Linked DNA regions of Astyanax mexicanus: region 2 is linked to region 1. Evidence: chromatin contacts called from public Hi-C data. All regions are on one chromosome and are shown on one strand. Each heading gives the region's core, a stretch centred on a gene start, on an enhancer-like site or on the middle of the called end of the contact. The rest is flanking DNA. Distances are from core to core; before and after follow the strand shown. Region 1 holds the start of rnd2 (Rho family GTPase 2). Region 2 has its middle 67 kb from the start of rnd2.

Evidence for each region. A called contact is a pair of places that touch in the nucleus more often than the background predicts.
Region 2: a contact with region 1 is called in a Hi-C map of muscle, with 17 times the contacts expected there. The contact joins the enhancer-like site here to the promoter of rnd2 in region 1. A contact is called at or near these places in 2 of 3 Hi-C or Micro-C datasets (both in muscle).

The regions. Positions count from the first base shown.
Region 1 is chr19:35,854,162-35,860,542 of AstMex3_surface, reverse strand. It overlaps rnd2 (Rho family GTPase 2), which reads right to left and starts at 2,733. Exons shown (of 5, transcript XM_022665048.2): 1 at 2,106-2,733; 2 at 1-81. The coding sequence starts at 2,207.
Region 2 is chr19:35,921,522-35,927,947 of AstMex3_surface, reverse strand. No RefSeq gene overlaps it. Among protein-coding and RNA genes, the nearest start is that of rnd2, 67 kb to the right of the region's middle. Within about 2 kb of position 1,532, the one cell type or tissue checked has an H3K27ac peak away from gene starts, as active enhancers do.

The DNA.
Region 1 (6,381 bases), core at 1,484-3,983:
GTCCCACATATTCAGCTCAATCCGGTGTTTGTCTATCTCAAAGCTTGCTGTGTAGTTCTCAAAGACGGTGGGCACATAACTCTGGAACGACATTAGCACACACCTTTAAACACTTGCTAGTTTTAACATTTTTTACTTTCAGAGTTTTACAGTAACCTGCCAAAAGCAAGTTAAAGTGGCCCAAATCCGATTTGCTCATCAAATCCAATGTTTATTTCCAACTGTTCACACACTATTTTTTTTTTTTAAATGTGACCCAGATCTGACATTCATCTAAACAGTCTGCACTATGTAACTAATGCAGTATTGTTTCCAATAGGTACCATATATTTATGAGCTCAGTTACCCCATTATGACACCAATGAAACCCTTATTCACAACTTTCATCCATTTTCCTGTGTACTCTTATCTATTTTTCACTCTCCTCACTGCTTTTTTCTTCACCTTGACAGAAAAGTCACATGAATTCTGATCTGGCAGTTTCTGCAAATTAGATATGTATTGGATTTCAATACCACATATTGAAGTGGCCCAAATCGGATTTGAAAAGTGTCAGATTCAATGATTCAAAGTGTATTGACGTTCACACAGACAAACAAATGACACGTGTATCTGTGTCAAACAGATTTGGGCCAGCCTTAAATGTATGTTTTTAATTAAAAGTCACTGTGAAGTATTTGAATATTAGTTAATTTTCTAATTCTGTCACTACTGGTGCATTTTGACTGCGTTCACATGTTTCACAATCAATATAATACATTGTGAATGTGTTTATTACGGTGGCCGAGAAAGCCCAACGCAGTGCAAATGGAAAAGCGCTGCAAAAGCACAAAACACATCCATCAAAATTACAACACAGGCGCAGCAAATAGATAAACACGCTGCAAATACAACCACAACACAACGGAAGTGAGTCACAACACAACGGAATTTTCCCGGGGGACCTTAAAAGATGCTGTACCAGCTAAGCTGCGTCTTCAGTAACGTCTCGGACTTCACTATGTGTACAAAGGACAATAAGTGGCAAACAAGGCGTTTTGTGAAGCAGAACTTTTAATAAACATAACTTACTTTTCAGAAGCTTGTTTGCCACTTATTGTCCTTTGTATACAGCTGGTACAGCATCTTTTAAGGTCCCCCGGGAAAATTCCGTTGTGTTGTGACTCACTTCCGTTGTGTTGTGGTTCTATTTGCAGCGCGTTTTTCTATTTGCTGCGCCTGTGTTGTAATTTTGATGGATGTGTTTTGTGCTTTTGCAGCGCTTTTCAATTTGCACTGCGCTGGGCTTTCTCGGCCACCGTAGTTTATGTATAGTATTGTGATTTAGTTTTACCATTATTTTCCCCACTTAAAGACAACAGTTAAATAAATGACCAGTTTATATATTTTGTCTCATTTGTTTGATTTAGTTCTTACTTTCTAATTGTATTAAAGTTTTAGGTGGAAATAAATACAGATATATGTTAAATTCAGTTTAAAAAGTGTTTACAAACTTTTGAGAACAATTGTATGACCAGAACAAACACAAAAAAGTACAGCTCTGGAAAAAAAAATTAAGAGACCACTTCAGTTTCTGAATCAGTTTTTTCTGATTTTGCTATTTATAGGTATATGTTTGAGTAAAATGAACATTGTTGTTTTTATTCTATAAACAACAAACAACATTTCTCCCAAATTCCAAATTTAAATATTGTAATTTAGAGCATTTATTTGCAGAAAATGAGGAAGGAGTTCAGAAATCAATATTTGGTGAAATAACCCTGTTTTTTAATCACAGTTTTCATGCATCTTGGCATGTTCTCCTCCACCAGTCATACACACTGCTTTTGGATAACTTTATGCCACTCCTATTGCAAAATTCTAGCAGTTCAGTTTGGTTTGATGGCCTGTGATCATCCATCTTCCTCTTGATTATATTCCAGAGGTTTTCAATTTGGTAAAATTAAACAAACTCATCATTTTTAAGTGGTTTCTTTTTTTTCCAGAGCTATACTTTTTAAATAAAATATCTACATGTGTCACGTAATATTAGCCACATTATCCATAGTTACTGAGTTAAAGTGGTATGTGTAAACAGTGCTATGCTGTAGTTGTAGTGAACTTACCTCAGGGTAGCTGTCCTTAGCGAACACGTGCAGCAGCGCCGTCTTGCCACACTGAGTGTCGCCCACCACCACGATCTTACAGCGGCTGCCCTTCCCTTCCATCACCCGCTCCGGACCGCGACCACCGGGGAGACCGCTGTCAGCAGCAGCAGCAGCAGCGGCGGTGGGTGAGAAGGTGGGAGGGCAGAAAGTGTAAAATAGTCCTGAGGGAGTGAGAGAGCGAGACGAGCGCGGACAGAGTGCAGCTGTCTGTCTGAATCCAGAGAGAACTGAGTCAGAGAGAGAGAAAAAGGACAAAAAACAAGGGAGAGGGGGGAAAAAAAGCAAAAAAAAAAAAACCGGTAGAAAGAGTAAGAAAAGAGAACTATATGAAAGAGAGAGGTATAGAGACAGAGAGCACGCGCAGCCTCTCCTTTCCCACGGTGACACCGCGCTCGCTCCCTTTTGACACTTCGCGTCTCCAGTCTGGCGAGTGGGTCGCACCCCGCCCCTTAATCTGCATAACCACACCCACAGAACCCCCGCCGTCCAATCAAATCCCCAGATGGCGCTAATTCCTCGCCTTTGTTCTCATTCATTCCTTTGTGTGTGGCCGCGCGGAGCACTTTCATGACTGGTCACTTTTTCAGGGCACAACTTTATTATTACAGATGTTTAGGTGATATATTAGTTAAGGAATATATATATATATAATGTATATATATATATATATATATATATATATATATATATATATAATATAAATGTATTTATATATATAATGTATATAATATTATATATATATATATATATATATATATATATATATATATATATATATATATATATATATATATATAATGTGAAGGGCGCATTAAACTTTTTACGAATTTTTAATTCGAGACATGAGACACACATAATACTACTAATAAAACACTACTAATTTAGAACATCCTATTTTTTTTCTTTAATTCCATTTAAGCTTTTCAGGTCCAGTCAATATCCAGAAATGATACTAAATCCAGTATACAAAATAATAAAATAAAGAAAGAAAGAAAGAAAGAAAGAAACTTTATCGATCCAGAAGGAAATTTAGTAGACAATTAGATAAAGGATAACATAGTTACATAGTGGATACTATTATTAATTTATAAAATAAGAAATTATGTATTTACTGTGGATCTGTATTTCATGTGTGTATATATATATATATATATATATATATATATATATATATATATATATATATATATATATATATATATATATATATATATATGCATGTATATAGTATATATAGTATAATCACTGGTAATGGGATCATATTTGAAATGTGTAATTGAATGTTTGCTTCTAGTCCAGCACTACAGAAGGCATTTTAATACACTAAATTATTTTGCAGTTAGATCAGAACATAAAATGCTTCCAAGGATGGTTAAAGAAATAAATATAAATAAATAAAAAATCCCAGCCTAAAACTGTGTATGCCCCACCTCAAGCCCCCAAGACATTAACTCCAATATACATTGCCACCATGACCTTACATTACCCTACATAAAATTCTGGCACTGGGCTATTGATGACAGGGTTTTCATTTAGTCTTGTCAGCAGTTTGTTCTACAGTAGCTCTTCTGTGGGATTGGACACCCCAGGGTTGCCATCACTCCACAAGGGTGCACATGGCTCTGAAACCAGCTTCCGTTTGGCCTACTTTGGAGCACTTTCTGTCAGTACAGACCACTGTAAACCAGAATCACCCCACAAGACCTGATGTTTTTTTTTTGCAGATGCTTGGACACCCAGCCATTTAGCCATCCCAATCTAAGAGACAAGAGTCTCATACAAAACAAGAAAGCCTCTTCCACCACAAAGACCACCACACCCAGCCCAGCCCAGCTCAGCCCAGTCCAGCCTAGATTGGACTAGACCAGACCAGACAGTGATCCACACTGATGTTCTACTTATGTAAAAGTGGCTGGCTTACCATAGAGCAGATCTGTGATCAGAGACTGACGCTCTTTGTTCCTGAATTGACTGTCATAAAGTCCCCCAACCCCTCCCTACACCCTGAATGTCGAGATTTTCTGGCCTAGTTTAACAAGGCACGTTTTACTATATACAGCTCTGGAAAAAAAAAAAGAGACTTCTTAAAAATAATGGGTTTCTTTGATTTTACCAAAGTAAAAACCTCTGGAATATAATCAAGAGGAAGATGGACGATCACAAGCCATCAAACCAAACTAAACTGCTTGAATTTTTGCACCAGGAGTAAAGGCATAAAGTTATCCAAAAGCAGTGTATAAGACTGGTGGAGGACAACATGCCAAGATGCATGAAAACTGTGATTAAAAATCAGGGTTATTTCACCAAATATGGATTTTTGAACCCATAAAACATTATATGAACTTGTTTTCTTTGCATTATTTGAGATGTTTTTTATTTCAGCCATTTCTCATTTTCTGCCAATAAATGCTCTAAATGACAATATTTTTATTTGGAATTTGGGAGAAAGCTGTCTGTAGTTTATAGAATAAAAGAACAATGTTCATTTTGACTGAAACATTTACCTATAAATAGCAAAATCAGAGAAACTGATTGAGAAACTGAAGTGGTCTCTTTTTTTTCCAGAGCTGTATGTTACTATACACAAACACACACACAGTTACATATGGATCTATAAGATCCTGTGATTACACCTTGTACAGAAAAAAGCAAAAGCAACATTATCTCACTCAGACAGTGTGTAAATACGGACACCCATTGCCAAGCGAGTTGATGGCTCTGTGGTGTGCTGGCTCATGTAACTGGTGATGTAACTGAAGATTGAAGTGGCAGTGTCTTCTTGTGTATTTACAAGACAATGTCTGGATGCAGACTTTCTGGAGCTCTTTTCAATGCAACAATACAATGAGCCAAAACTCTAGTGAACAGTGATGTCACTGTCTTTTAGATGCTTTTGGGTTACTGCACTGAAAGGTACAGTTGTGGTCAAAAGTTTACATACACTTGTAAAAAAACATAATGTTATGGCTGTCTTGAGTTTTCAATAAGTTCTACAACTCTTATTTTTCTGTGATAGAGTGATCGGAACACATACATGTTTGTCACAAAAAACAGTCATAAAATTTGGTTCTTTCATAAATTTATTATGGGTCTGCTGAAAATGTCACCAAATCTGCTGGGTCAAAAATATACATACAGCAACATTAGTATTTGGTTACATGTCCCTTGGCCATTTTCACGGCAACTAGGCGCTTTTGGTAGCCATCCACAAGCTCCTGGCAAGCTTCAGGTCGAATGTTTGACCACTCTTCTTGACAGAATTGGTGCAGTTCAGCTAAATGTGATGGTTTTCTTGCATGAACCCGTTTCTTTAGCACTGTCCACATGTTCTCAATGGGGTTTAAGTCAGGACTTTGGGAAGGCCATTCTAAAACCTTAATTCTAGCCTGGTTTAGCCATTCCTTTACCACTTTTGATGTGTGTTTTGGGTCATTGTCTTGTTGGAACACCCAACTGCGCCCAAGACCCAACCTTCGGGCTGATGGTTTTAAGTTTTCCTGCAGAATTTGGAGGTAATCCTCCTTCTTCATTATCCCATTTACTTTCTGCAAAGAACCAGTTCCACTGGCAGCAAAACATCCCCAGAGCATAATACTACCACCACCATGCTTGACAGTAGGCATGGTGTTCCTGGGATTAAAGGCCTCACCTTTTCTCCTCCAAACATATTGCTGGGTGTTGTGGCCAAACAGCTCAATTTTTGTTTCGTCTGACCAGAGAACTTTCCTCCAGAAGGTTTTATCTTTGTCCATGTGATCAGCAGCAAACTTCAGCCAAGTCTTAAGGTGCCTTTTCTGGAGCAAGGGCTTCTTTCTTGCACGGCAGCCTCTCAGTCCATGGCGATGTAAAACACGCTTGACTGTGGAGACTGACACCTGTGTTCCATCAGCTTCCAAATCCTTGCAGACCTGCTTCTTGGTGATTCTTGGTTGACTCTTGACCATCCTGACCAATCTCCTCTCGGCAGCATGTGATAGCTTGCGTTTTCTTCCTGATCGTGGCAGTGACACAACTGTTCCATGCACTTTATACTTGCGTATAATTGTCTGCACAGTTGCTCTTGGGACCTGTAGCTGCTTTGAAATGGCTCCAAGTGACTTCCCTGACTTGTTCAAGTCAATAATTCGCTTTTTCAGATCCACACTGAGTTCCTTTGACTTTCCCATTGTAGCTTTTGTAGCTGAGTCTAATCACTGGGTCAAATGAGCCCTATTTAAATGGGCTCATGAGAAGT
Region 2 (6,426 bases), core at 283-2,782, 69 kb before region 1:
TAAGTAATGGATAATAAAAACTAAAGTTAGCATAACTTCAACATCAAGTTATTACAACTAAAGAGGAAATTGATTTAACGTTTTTTTTTTGTTATACTGTAAGACCAGATAAGTTGAGATTACTGAACTTTTTTAAGGCAGCCGGTTTGCTTATTTTTTTTAAGTAATGGGGAATAAAAACTTGAGTTAGCATAAATTAAAGCATCACGTTATTACAACCAAAGGGGGAAGTTGATTTATTTTTAAGGTAGTCCAGGGGGAATCACTATGATCACACTGATGGTGAGTGTTAGTCAGAAACTGTTGGACACACCCAGTATGCAAATAGAGTAACAAAAGCCAATGAAAAAGAAACTGCGAATGACATTACATTACATTACATTACATTACATTACATTACATTTGGCAGACGCTTTTGTCCAAAGCGACTTACAATAGTTGAGTACAATGTAAAATAAGTTTAAAGGTAAAAACATCTTTGGATAGGGATAAAAGGAGGTCAAAGGGGAATAATAGGATAGAGGAGTGAAGGAGGGGAAGAAGGAAATGAGGTTAGAAGTAGTTAGTGTGTTAGAGGTGTTAGGAGAGTAGGTGCTCTTTGAAGAGCTCTGTCTTCAGGAGTCTCTTAAAGATAGTGAGAGATTCTCCTGATCTGGTAGTAGAAGGTAGTTTGTTCCACCATTGGGGAACTCTGTATGAGAACAGTCTGGATTGCTTTGTGTGAATGTTTGGCAAAGCGAGGCGACGTTCATTGGAGGAGCGCAGCGGCCGGGAGGTAGCGTAAGCCTTCAGGAGCGAGTGCAGGTAGGAAGGAGCCTGTTCTGTCATCACCTTGTAGGCGATTGTAAGAGCTTTGAATTTGAATGACAACAAACTCAGTTATTATAAGTTGGTTCAACTCAAAGATCTGTTTGAATAGTACAGTATATGTGCTCACAAATGTTTAACTAACTCAAAATAGTTGAGTATTGTTTAGAAATATCCAATTTTATGTAAAACAGACTTCAAGTTCAAACAATGTATGGGTTTACAGTGTGGACAGTAATGATCGTGACCGGCAGTGTCTGGCTAGAATTGTCCACGCACACAGACAAGCGATTCTGGCAGAAATCAGAAATCTGACATCCACATTTAGTGCAGGAGACCCTATACTCATACCCCGCAGGTCAGTGCAGCATACTTTAGCTTCTGTGGGACATGGCAAAAGTCATGGGACACAGTACTGCTGAGGTTCTCTAAAGGTTAGGAAAGGTGTAGCAGGGCAGCATTTACTAGCTATAGTAACACATAAGGCAGTAATAGAAATAGCCCCTGAAGGGAGAAATACAAATGTGTGTGTGGATGTGTGAGTGTGTGTGTGTTTGTTTATTTGTGTGGGTCAGTGTTATTCCCTAATCTCTGAGCAAATCAAACAGAAGTGCTTGTTTCAGCAGAGTGCTGCTTTAGCTCCTCTGCGCTCACTACCCACTGCCAAACACACACACACACACACACACACACACACAGCCTGCATCACTCGCTCAGTGCCTGTGTTTGGGCTGAAGTGGCATTTCAGTGCAGTATTTCTGTCACACACAAACACATTCACACACACACACACACACGCTGACAAAACTCCCTCTCAGCTCACTATAGACCACCCACTGAGCGAGCGAAAAAGAGAGAGTGAGAGATTGTCTGTCTGATTGCCTCATATTGGGTGAATCGGTGTGCGTGTGTGTGCGTGTGTGTGTGTGTATGTGTGTACATATTTATTTGTGAGTATATTATCATAAAATCTTGTAGACAGGTTTAGAGCGAGGGTGAGATATACATGTTTATTTTATTGTTCCCTGTGTCATATAGTGTGCACTTCTCTCTATCACTCTCTCTCTCTCTCTCTCTCTCTCTCTCTCAATTTCACTCTTTTTCTACATCTTCCTTGTTTTTCTGTTTTCTGTCTCTTATATCAATATCTCTCTCTGTCTCTAAGTAAATATAAATCTTTTTTTTTAGTTATTGCCCCTAAACCTAATAACTGGTGTGACAACAACAGCAATTATGCGTTTGCGATAACTGTCACTGAGTCTTTCACATCTTTGTGGAGCGAAATTATTTGCAGAATTGTTTTGATTCAGCTAAATTTTAAAAGTTTGCCAGCATGAATGGCCTGTTTCAGATCATGCCACAGCATCGTAATCGGATTTAGGTGTGACCTTTGACCAGGCCACTCGAAAACCTTTGTTTTGTTTTGTTTGAGCCATTCAAAGGTGGACATAATGCTGTGCTTTGGATCATTGTCCTGCTGCAGAACCCAAGTACACTGGAGCTTAAAGTCACACACTGGTGGGCGGACATTCTCTTTCAGGATTTTCTGTTAGAGAGTAAAATTAATGGTTCTATTGATTACTACAAGTTGTCCAGGACCTAAGGCAGCAAAGCAAATGCCAGACCATCACACCTTTGCTTCCAAAAGTTTTGTAGATCATCATGGTGTTTTTTTTTATTTTTTTGCAAATGTGAGACAATATATTGTCCTTAGTTGTTCTGGATTATTTTGTGACCTCCTGGATGAGTTGTGCATGCTCATTTGGAGTAATTTCAGCCTTTTAACCATATAAAAATGGATTTGTAACTTTTCCATACTGATATATCAGTAAATAACTTTGCAGATTGGGGCATAATGTGTTGCTTTTTGAGATCTTTTAGCTGCCTGCTTCATGTTGTCAGACAGGTTCTATTTAAGTCATTCCTTAATTCTACAGGTCTGGCAGTGATCAGGTCTGGGTGTGGCTTTTGAATGTGAACTCAGCTTTCCAAAAAATGTAGTTAATCACAGTTAATCCATGGGGACAATTTTCTCTTTCACACAGGACCAGGTTGGCTTGAATATCTTTTTTTATAATGAAATAATTTAAAAACATTTTTTTAATGTATTTATTTACCCAGGTTATGTTTGTTGGGTAATAAAATGTGTTTGATAAATTGGAAAATGTGAGTATGAAAATATGTTTTAATTTAATTTAAGGGGGCAAATACTTGCACAGCACTGTATTTTTATTGGCATGAATTGTGCACAGTAATATATATGAATAATGGTTTTAAAAAATGAATACGCAGTACAGAAATACTATATACTATAGAATGTCATTATTAATAATGTTATTAGTAGAATTTTAAAGAGATTCCTAATGATCATTATTGAGCTGAGACATATTTGGCTGCTAGGGTCTCTATTGCTCTATGTGTGTGTGGGGGGGTAGGGTGGGGTGTCTACTGGCTGTTTTCCAGGACTCTCATTAGCAGTCTTTTAAGGTCTAATTAAATAGAGAGTCAGACAGACACACACACACACATACACATAACACACACACCAACAGAAAAGCCACCAACACACTGAAGCACCTGCCCACTGGCGTCCATCAGAAGTGTGTGGACTGAGCCAGTGGTCATTCTCTTTATTTGACTGTATCTTACAGATTATTCATCTGGTATCTTACAGGATGCATTGTGCTATATTGCATAGACTAATCGACTAGTCAACTAATAAACCAGGACATTCAGTAGTCGCCAAAAGTAGGGAAATGTCCAGAAGTTGGAGAAGGGAACAACATCAGCAAAGAATGAGACAGGTTACAAAAATGGAACAAAACCATCTCTGAAAAGAGTTTAAGACCTATATTATCCTCCCAAGGAATGATCATCCAGTGAAGATGATACCAGGTATAAAGCGTGTAATAGGCTGCGATCAGAAAAGAAACGCAAGGTAACTTCTAAGCAACTGAAGTCCTTCATCAAACAGAGTTCCCCAATGGTGGAACAAACTACCTTCCACTAACAGATCAGGAGCGTCCCTCACTATCTTTAATAAACTCCTGAAGACAGAGCTCTTCAAAGAGCACCTACTCTCCTAACACCTCTAACTAACTACCTTCTACTACCAGATCAGGAGAATCTCTCACTATCTTTAAGAAACTCCTGAAGACAGAGCTCTTCAAAGAGCACCTACTCTCCTAACACCTCTAACTAACTAACTACTTCTAACCTCATTTTCTTCTTCCCCTCCTTTCCTCCTCTATCCCATTATTTCTCTTTGACCTTCTTTAGTCCCTGTCTAAATTTTTTTTTTTTTAATTGATTAAAAAAAAATTAATTGATTTTTTAAATTGTTTTTTTTTACCTTGAACTTCTATGTCTTCTATTACTAAATGTATATCATAATTGTAAGTCGCTTTGGACAAAAGCATCTAATCCATGTAATCCAACACTGGCTAATGTTAATGTTCATAAGTTTACCATCATGGAAGAACAATGGTTTGTGGATGGGTAAGACCAAAACAGACCTTTTTTGAATAATAAAGTAAAAGGAAAAAGGAAAACAATAGATTCAAGCATAAAAAAACTTTATACCATTTTTGAAACATGGTGGTGGTAGTATCATAGTTGGGCCTGTTTTTACAAGGTTTCATTTCAGAGCCCATGAAACTAAGTAGTCCATTCAAAAGAGTGAAGAACTAAAGTTTGAGCCTGTTTAGGGTGTTAAGAAGAAGCGATATCGATGTTAATATTAACACTGGAGGGTTTTTATTGCAGCACAAGCGCGTTTGTTGTGTGAGTTCAGTTCAATAAGAGGCGGATACGACCAGAAGCAGCAGCAATAATCAGGACGCTGAGGAGCCATCGACCAGAAAAGTGATGGACCCTAGAGGAGTCTCTAAGAGAGAGAGAGAAAGACAAAGAGAGAGGATGAAAGAGTGTGTGTGTGTGTGTGATAATTGACTGGAGGAGAAATTGAGTGATACTTCTGTCTTATAAAGGCATGTCGCTATAAGAATGTGCGTAAGAGTGTGTGTGTGTGTGTGTGTGATGATAGTTGCTCTATTGTTGTATTGTTGGCATAAATTGCCCAAGCCGACGCCTCTGTCTCTCAATGAGTGTTTATCAGAGAGAGAAAAGATTGAGAGAGAGAGAAAGGGACCAAACGGAATAAAGACAGAGTAAGATAAAAGAAAGCGTCAAATAAAAGAAAAAAAGAAAGGACCAAAAGCTAAACAAAGTGAACAAAATAAATAGGAGAAAGTGTGTGCGGAAATGAACGAGAGAAAATGAGGGAGGGAGAGAGTAAAGAGGGAAGAGAGAGACAAACGTACAGGAGAGAGAGAGAGAAAAAAATTTAGAGGATAGAGAAAAAAGAGATAGTGGTGAAAAAGAGAGGGAGCAATAAAAAGAAAAATATAAGAGAAAAATGAAAATGAGAGAAGATAAAAAAGAGAGAGATGGAAGGGAAAGGATCAAGGTAGAGAAGAGAGGATGAGATAAAAAAAGAGAAAGTTAGGGTGGAGAGAGAACAAGTGTAAGACAGCGAAATATTGTTGGTCCACTGTGTTTTATCAAGTCCAAAGTTAGTGCAAAGTTAGTCATGCTTCCCTCTGCTGACAACTTTTATGGAGATGCAGATTTCATTTTCCAGCAGGACTTGGCACACTGCCCTGGATTGCGCTGCACTGGGTTTTCATTCGCTATATATTCATTTGGGGTCCATTTAGTATAAACAAAAGTCTTATGAAGACCATGTTTCAGGGCTTGGGTGAATCTAGAATAGCTCTAAACTGTTCAGCTAGAAGTTTTAAATCCGTGTCTGAACACTTTGATGATGCAGCATTAAAACAGAAAAATTGATTAAGCTCTTATGCCCGGATCAGACTATACAAATTTAACCCGATTTTGACCCAATGTCAGGGCCAATAAATTGCATGCATCAGATCCAGAACCATCAAGTTCAGTGTCACACGCAACAAAGAGTCAAGAGCAGTAATTTAATGTGAGCAACTGTCCGACAAAAAGACTAGCATGTTAGATTATTTTGTATTTTATCAGCTAGTTTGACATGCTCCGCGACCTGCTTCCTGGCGCTGACCAATAGCCATGATTGTCAGAGTCTTTGCTTCTCCTCCGTGATGACCTATGAACTCACGCAAGGACCTGGATGATAATTGGTCGGTGACTAACATGTAGTGTTGACACAAAACGAAGATATTTACATAGTGAACATTGTGAGACACAAAAATGTTGTATGGTCTGAGATTGGCATTAGAGCAACACATGCTGCATTCTAAGACAAAATACTTTCTAGAAACACTTGTGGCTTTTTTACTAAGACAATGCAAAACCACATGCTGCACACATTACAAGGGCATGACTGTGGCAGAAGAAGAGAGTATGAGTACTGGACTGGCATACTGCTGCACACTTTAAAGGAGTAAAATGGATTTTGGTGTAGCCAGCACCAGGAGTAATGGTGGAGCACGGAGCTGAATCTAGTGTTATAAAATGTAAACAGTGTTTTTTTTTTTTTAATAAGCTTCTTGTGCACTTTTTAAGTTATTAATGCCACATTTTAAATGTCAGGGCTCTCTGGATTTTAGCAAGGAGGTGTGGAGCTACAGG